2 separate regions of the Mus musculus genome follow, and region 2 is linked to region 1. Evidence: chromatin contacts called from public HiChIP or PLAC-seq data. All regions are on one chromosome and are shown on one strand. Each heading gives the region's core, a stretch centred on a gene start, on an enhancer-like site or on the middle of the called end of the contact. The rest is flanking DNA. Distances are from core to core; before and after follow the strand shown.

Region 1 (3,735 bases), core at 640-3,139:
TCGTTTTGTGAATTCCAAATCCTTCAGCGGAGGAGTGCCATGTTCCTGATGGAAACGGGACTGGGATAGGGGTTGGGATTAGAGGTTATAGGTGGCAGCCTAGGGATTAGAGGTTACAGGTTTGAAGGCCTAGGACCCTTCTCAGGCTCTGGAGCAGCTTGGCCTGCTGTGGAGGAGGCTCTCAGGTTTCTGCGGTGCAGCCGGGATTTCCAGCAAGAGGAGCTAGTCTTCGCAGCTTCGTACTGCGGAGTCCCTCTACCATAGACGTTCCTATGTACCTGTATCTGTATGTGTCCAACAGAGCTGCACCAGCCAAGTGGGTGCTGTCTGCTTGAGTGTGTGTGTGCGTGTGCGTGCGTGTGCGTGCATGTGTGTGTGCTCACGAGTTAAGATTAAGCTAATGCAGAGGCACTTGCTGTGTAAAGGTATTGCTGCTATTGCAGTGTCTTGTGGTATGGTCAAGTGCATTTAGGGTAACCCTGCGAACTATAAATAGATGCACGTCATATGCCTGTTTGTTAGTGAGGAAGGGGACCGTGTCTAGCCCTGTCCGCGTGCACGACTTCTGTATGTGTCACGAGGAGGAGACTCCCTAGCTCAGCTTTCTCCCTGTCCTCCGAAAATGCAGCTGGGACTCCATTCTGGAGCTCAAGGCTAACTCTCCAGATCTTGATTTTCTTTCTTCTTCATTCTTCCCCCACCCCGACTCCCGCCCTTCCCCATGTCTCCAGCTTTTGTAGGGTCTTTGGATTTGTGACCCGCCCCCGCCCCCACCCCAAACCTCAGCCAGGCTGTCCTGTAGCAGGAACAGCAAGAGTGGATCTGAGGAGAACACCGCCTGGGGGCGTAGATCCCTATGGCTAGGAAGGTCAGAGAAGGGGAGATAAATTATCCAGTCCTGGGAGAAGGCGGCATTGAAACCTAGACCTCTGCGGGGTTCGTGTGGGGGCAGAGCCTGGCAAGGACAGCTCAGGTGGGGGGTGATGGCAAGCAGATTTGGGGATCCCGCACTCACCTGAATGGCATTTGTCACGTTCCAGCCCGCTTCCCACGCCGTGATCTTGGGTTTGTCGTGACCCCCGAACTCCCCACCAGCTCCCACGGCCTGGTCCTTGGAGCCAGAGGGTGGCAGAGGAGCGCCGCCGCGCTGATAATGAATGTCTCCCTCGACGGGAGCTTCTGCGCCCTCGTCTCCGCAGGGCTCGCCTTCCGATTTCAGGATGTCCATCTGCAGGCCCTGGCGATGCTCAAAGTCGAGATCGTCGCAGTGCGCGAAGCCCACCGCTTCCTCATCGGTGGCCGCCTGAAACCCCATCCTGGCAAACATGCCGCTCACCTTGGCCTGGGACTTGTTGGACACGGAGGTGGCCACATTGGTCAGCTTGCTGCGGAGCAGGGTGGCCATGGCGGCGGCGGGGCGGGAGAAAAGGACAGAAGGGTCTGGGGACGCGGCGGGCGCGCGTCAAGGCAGCGAGGACTGCTATCTCCGCTGGGTCTCCGCGCGGCGCCCCAGGGCGCTCTGGCTCATGACCCTCGCGCCTGACGTTCGAGGCTGGCCCCGGTCACGACAGTCTGGCTCTTGGTGGGACCGGCCCGAGAGGCGACGAGTGCACTGCAGAGCTGGTGCGGGTGCCGGCTGGGCTGCGGAGGGCGGCGGCGACGGCAGCGTCAGAACAGCTACGCGAGGCTGGCGCGGCGCCCCCACGCGGGCGCAGCCCAATGCGCTCGCACCCCTCGGAGTCAGGCGGTGCGTGGGCGGAGGGCGGCGAGGGGGAGATGCTGTCCAGACCAGGGGGCGTGAGGTGGGGGGTCGGGACCAGGAAAAGGGGGCACCAAAGGTTTCGGAAGCGCGACCGAGGCTGGAGAGGTGCACCCCTGGGAGGTCGGTGGGAAGGAGCGCGCGAAAGGGTGGGGGCCCCCCAAGTGCTGCATTTCTGGAGGAGGTGCTAAGCAGACGTCCTGGCCCGTCCCACCTTGCTGCTGCCACAAGGAGGGAGGAGTTCAGTGTGGGCTGGTTCTCGAAGGTCCCCACCCTCGGAACTATCTTCCAGAGTCCCGGAGCTGTGCGGGGGCCCCGGATCCTCTGGCTAACCGTCCGGATAACCAACAGGACAGACAGGTGAGAGTCTCTAGAGCTAGGCCGGCCGATCGGTCGTCTGTTTGTGTCTCTGCCATCTATCACTTGTTCTGCAAGTCCATCCTGATGACAGAAGTGACTGTCTTGGATTACTTTTGAAGAAAGTCAGCCCTGGGTTGGACCATCTGAGCTGTTTCTGTCGTCCAGGGATGCCGTGGTAGGAGCTGGTGCCTCACCATCAACTGCGCGCAGTGGAAGGGAAAGGCTAGCCTTTGGGCGCTCTCTCTGTCTCTGTCTGTCTCTGTCTGTCTCTGTCTCTGTGTCTCTGTCTCTGTCTCTGTCTCTGTCTCTCTCTCTCTCTCTCTCTCTCTCTCTCTCTCTCTCTCTCTCTCTCTCTCTCTCGGAGGGATTCTGAGGACGCCCCCTCGCCCCCTCGGTAAGCAAATGCTTATCTGAGAAGGTCAGGATAGACGAAAGGCAAGGCGAGCTGACAGCCTTGCGGACCGGAGCTCAGAAACATGGGTACGCTCGGCCAGGCTAGGATCACCGCCCCCGGACTGAGAGAGCTTGGATGTTTCTGTTGAGTGTCATGCGAGTGCGCGCGGGCACGAAGACGAAAGAGATCCAGAGACAAAGACATCGCATTAGATACAGCTGTGGGTTGGCGCTGTGTGAACTCTGAGCGGCAGCTTTGGTAACCGTGCGTATTCCGTGTGTGGTTTGCTGCGCAGCCGAGTTTCATTGCCGAGCTGGCGCTTCTGAAAGGAGTTGCCTTGCGTTCGTGCTGGCGTGAGCCCCTTTGTAGTCTTCATGAGGCATGGGTCAGCTACGGCTGCTTTCTGTGGGTCCCTGTCTACGTCCCCAGCTGGGTTCTCTTTCAAACTCCTAAGCAGCAAACCACGAGATGGGACCCAGCCTAGATGAAGGAGAAGCATTGTTGTCACTGAGCCTAAGAAAGCTGACAGAAATGACAAGGACTCCCGCTCCTTTTCTCCCGTCTGGAGACTCTCTCTCACTGGGAACCCCAGTCTCTACCTCCCCTGCGGTATTTTTTAGATTAGCTCAGGTCAGTGCACAAGTAGGGCGGCCTGAGGGCTTTGACCAGCAAGTAGGAGCTGCCAGGACAAGACGGGCTACCCCTAGTCACCCCCCTTCACCTCAAGCACTCTCACAGTCTCTGGAAGAGGCCTCTATCCCAGGTTGGGGACCTTCGTACAACAGACAGAGTGGTCTTCGTCACTCCGCCACCATCCCTTCCTTCACATGCCCACTGCAAAACCCCCACCTCCTGCTAAACCATGACCAAAATCCTTCTCCCCAGCAGGTCGAAATCTGGCCACCCTCAGGCACTTGACAGAAGCAAAGAGAGTAAATGCAGGCACCTCATCTTCCCAAAAGGCTTTGGACAGAAGAGACTCTTCACCCCAGAACTTCATCCAGACAAGGGTTTCCGTCCCCTTCACTGCCCCCCTTTCCTGGAGGAATTCTTTTGCCCACCTGACATATGTATCAGAGGGACCTAGTACCTTTGTAGTGACCTCTTGTGCCCCTCCACACCTTAAGATGGCCATGGATGCCTTCTTTGACGAGGAGGTCCCAAGTACTTAAGCTTCTCCTTGCTTTGCCGTACAGTGCTTTTGTTACAGGAAGCAGGAAGG
Region 2 (3,778 bases), core at 361-2,860, 2.4 Mb before region 1:
TAATGAAGCAGCTTTTGTTAGCACAGTACTGTGTGGCAAGTGCTGTCTTTTGTTAGCACAGTACTGTGTGGCAAGTGCTGTCTCTGCTGTCTGCAGCTCTGGCTGCAGTGGCGAGACTGGGGCTTGGGTGCTTTCTGAAATAGGAAAGCAGTGATAGGGTGACATTGTGGCCAATGGACGATCAGGGAGAAGGAGGAGAAAAGACTTGGAAGGACATTTTATGACGTAAATGGTCAAATCCTGCTGTAAGGAACCTTTAGTCTGGAACTGAACAAGAACCCATTTCTTGTGGGTTAAGATCCTCTAAATTCATCGGGCAGTGGTGGCGCACGCACTCCTTTAATCCCAGCACTTGGGAGGCAGAGGTAGGCGGATTTCTGAGTTCGAGGCCAGCCTGGTCTACAGAGTGAGTTCCAGGACAGCCAGGGCTACACAGAGAAACCCTGTCTAGGGTTCTCAAAAAACAAACAAAAACAAAGAAAGATACCCTAAACTCAGTATTAATTGTATGTAAATTTTATCGTACTTACAAACAGGCATCATTCTTTCCCCTTTGTCCGGAATTAGAGCACAGTCTCAGTCAGCTACATAAATCCTAAGCAAACTAAACTGTCCCCTATCTGCTCCTGCAGGCTCTGTAATAAGACACCTGAGCTTTATGACATTTGGTTTTATATCTACTTTGTACACAAAGTTTATGCAAAAGTAGGAACCTTGATTTTCTTGCAAAATGAAAACATCAGCAGGGTCTTTTTGATTCTGACTTCAGACCTTTTGTTACCTGTATACAGAGATCCTTGTGTTCTGCAGACTCCTTTACTTTTTTTCAGTGTCTAGCTCGAGAATCACCTCTTAGACCCGTCCCAGCAGTCCCTGGTTGATGTTCTATGTTGCCTTTGGTACTGCGTGCATAGCCACTGCTTGTCTTTCACTCACCAGACAGAGTCCCCAGGACTAACTCTTCTGATGTTTCCACTGTTAGTCCTGGAGCCTAGCACTTTACTCATTATCTGGCCAACTGCTGTGTTGACACTGGGGTTTGGTAAGGGCATAGGAGAAATCCCCTGAATCCAGAGATCCCTCCCAAGTCTGCACTGCCACTGCCACCTCAACCAAGACAAAATGGGGGGCAGGGGGAGCAGCCATGCACAGAGGAGACTAGGCCTTCTAGTTTTAAGTAAGGAAATAAATGTACCTCACTCCTCAGTAGGGAAATACCATGTACATAGCTGTGCCACCTTCCGCTGCCGGCATTACCTTGGAGGGAGCACAGTGTGTTCACTCACCCGCAGAGCTACACTGCACTCACAAGCCCCTCAGAGGTCACTTCTGAACCTGAGTTTCATCACCATTGATGATTAGCTTAAGCGACTTCCCTGCTCCACACTTTCTCCGGCTGTCTAACACTGGTTGCTAACAATACGTTTTTAAAAATTCTTCCGCAGTATTGACTGCAGCCTGTGCAGCAGTTTCTTCCCTAGACTCAGTAGACCCCAGTGGTGCTGTTACTACTGTTGGTAATCCTCTACATAAGGACATATACTCCAGGCAAAGGAGAAATGCTAAGTGTCTGTTAATATTCCCTCCTCCCAGCTACCAGCTATTAATGCATTGGCTTTGTGCCAGCACATAGATTGCTCATTATACTCCACAGCCACCCTGTAATAAGCTGAGTATTACTTTCTCCATTTTCAAAAAGAAGAAAAGCACCTTAGAGAGAAGGAGCCATTTTGCCCAAAGCCAAAGAACAGAGGCTTTGTTCTCAGGATGGAGAAATTGTGTTCTGTCTGTCCCTTTGTCATCAGCACTCTGGACCCCTTACCTGAAGTCAACTCATTTCTTAGATGAACATGTCTTTCCCTTGTAAGTAGAAAATGGTGTTCCATGTTAAACTGTGAGCTCAGCTGTAAGACCTTCTGTGTACCCACAACTATTGGCTTCCTGTGCATCAAACTCACATTCATCTGGTTACTTGGCCATGTTCTGTCATTCTGTTGATGATAAATGCTTTACAAAAGATGGGATACAGGAAAAAGCACTTATTCATACCAAGAACTTTCCTATGTGAGTGTTTACTCAAGGATTATTCACGTTTACTAAATGCACCAGCAGAAACTGCTGGATAGACTGGAGGAGAAAACTGTGTGCTGACCTCACACCACACTGGGAGCCTGTAGCTGTGGACAAGCCCTTGTCAGCTGCCATTATGCCTTCAGAGGGAATGTTTCCCTCTGCTTGATAGGCTGGTACACTCTGCCACCCAAGCTTTGTATGCTGTAGAGTATTTTCCCCTGCCAGTATCTATCCTTAAAAATGTCAGCATTCAAAGTACCTCACAGAGGTTCTAGCCACATCTAAAGGCTCTTGTTGGCTGGAAGACAGACAGACAAGATGTAGTAGGACTTTTTAGTTTTGTTCACCTGCCTAAAGAGTAGGATGCGGAGGCACTTTTTGATGCCATTTCAAAATGGCATCATAGATCATCCTCATTTTCTGCTCTGTTAAATAGTAGGAAACAGTTCTGGGCAGTAGAAGGCAGCTTAGCTAGTGCTCCCCAGTCCTAAGTGTCTTTTCACCTCCAAAGCCAATTTTTTTCTGGAACTCTCTTGGTTCCCTTTCTTAGATAACTTGGTCCTCAAATCAGACTACCTGTATTCGAGGCCCATGTTATAGCCTGAGACCCTGAGTGACTCAGCCTCCTGGGGCAGTTGTCTGGACCTGTGAGATAGTTGGAATAAGTAGAGGGGCCGTGTGAAGGGTTTTGTCACCCCCATTCTACACAGGAGAAATCCATATTCAGAAAATGGACTTCTTTCTCTGCACTTTCTCTAGGGTTTTCTCTCCTGGGTCCATACATGGCTTCAGGGCCTAAAAGAATGTTTTAAGTTTTAACTATTGGAAGCTCTGTGTGTCTATCCACCTTCACTGTGTCAGAGCACCTGTCTCCTGTCCAGGAGCCAACAAGTGCTTTCAATAAACACCAGCAGTGACTCTCCTAGACACTTCACTCACTCTCAGAGTCTTCCTGTTTCATATCTTCTGGCAAGTAGAACATTCTTAACTTGGGCATCTCCTTTCCCAGTCCCAAATCATCCTTTGTAAAGAGCATTTGTAAAGTTTTACTTTGAGACAGGACAAAGCTAATGAAGCCGTCTGTTCAGCCGATTTCATTAGTGCACTGACGTCACAAACTCTGTGCTTCTGCTCTTACTCCAGGTTGGTTTGGAGCTTCAGATGTTAATTTTAAGTTACACCATTGGGACCCATGTCTGGAGCAGTCATGCTTTATAAAAAATAGTGTCCGTTTCCATAATGAGCGATACCCTGACTTTTTCACAGTGAAAAACAGAAATGCTCTTTGTGAGATGACAGTATTAAATTGCAAGTAGTGGTGGCAAAGCAGATATTTAAATTCACAGCTAAAACAGAAATGGTGCTTATAAATAGTAATTGAGTTTCCCATCCCTTAACCTGATTCTCTGTGGGAAGAAGCTCTGGGGGAGGGCGTGTGAGAGGAACTGCCTAAGTGAGCTTTGGTTGTGAGGCCTGTCTGGGTCTTACGATGTCCAGAGGCTTTTCTGTGCATGCATAGTCTTTGCAGCAGGGCCTTTCTCAGTGGTTTCTTCTGGGCTGCAGTTTCGCTGATGCAATGGCTTCATTTATCCCTAGGCGAGTCCCAGTGATGGAAGTGATGGCATTTTTGGTGAAAAGAAGGATGACAGCCAGGCAGGTGAGACTGTGTCCTGCAGGCAAAGAAAAGTAAGGTCCCAGTTTGTAG

Evidence for each region. HiChIP or PLAC-seq counts read pairs in DNA pulled down with a chosen protein or histone mark.
Region 2: an H3K4me3 HiChIP or PLAC-seq map of embryonic forebrain shows a contact between it and region 1, with 8 times the contacts expected there. The contact joins the enhancer-like site here to the promoter of Slc32a1 in region 1. A contact is called at or near these places in 5 of 39 promoter capture datasets (the 3T3-L1 cell line, hippocampal neurons, pre-B cells and 2 more) and 3 of 115 datasets of contacts at active chromatin or transcription factors (embryonic forebrain, large pre-B cells and pro-B cells).

Annotation. Positions count from the first base shown.
Region 1 is chr2:158,608,912-158,612,646 of GRCm38.p6, reverse strand. Slc32a1 (solute carrier family 32 (GABA vesicular transporter), member 1) reads right to left here and starts at 1,889. Exons shown (of 2, transcript NM_009508.2): 1 at 1,016-1,889. The coding sequence starts at 1,405. It overlaps Gm14204 (predicted gene 14204), which reads left to right and starts at 1,924. Exons shown (of 3, transcript NR_040359.1): 1 at 1,924-2,119.
Region 2 is chr2:160,970,098-160,973,875 of GRCm38.p6, reverse strand. Chd6 (chromodomain helicase DNA binding protein 6) reads left to right here. Exons shown (of 37, transcript NM_173368.3): 28 at 3,670-3,730. Among named protein-coding and RNA genes, the nearest start is that of Emilin3, 60 kb to the right of the region's middle. Within about 2 kb of position 1,610, at least 20 of the 459 cell types and tissues checked have an H3K27ac peak or open chromatin away from gene starts, as enhancers often do. A contact at or near this core is called in embryonic forebrain, where this site is marked.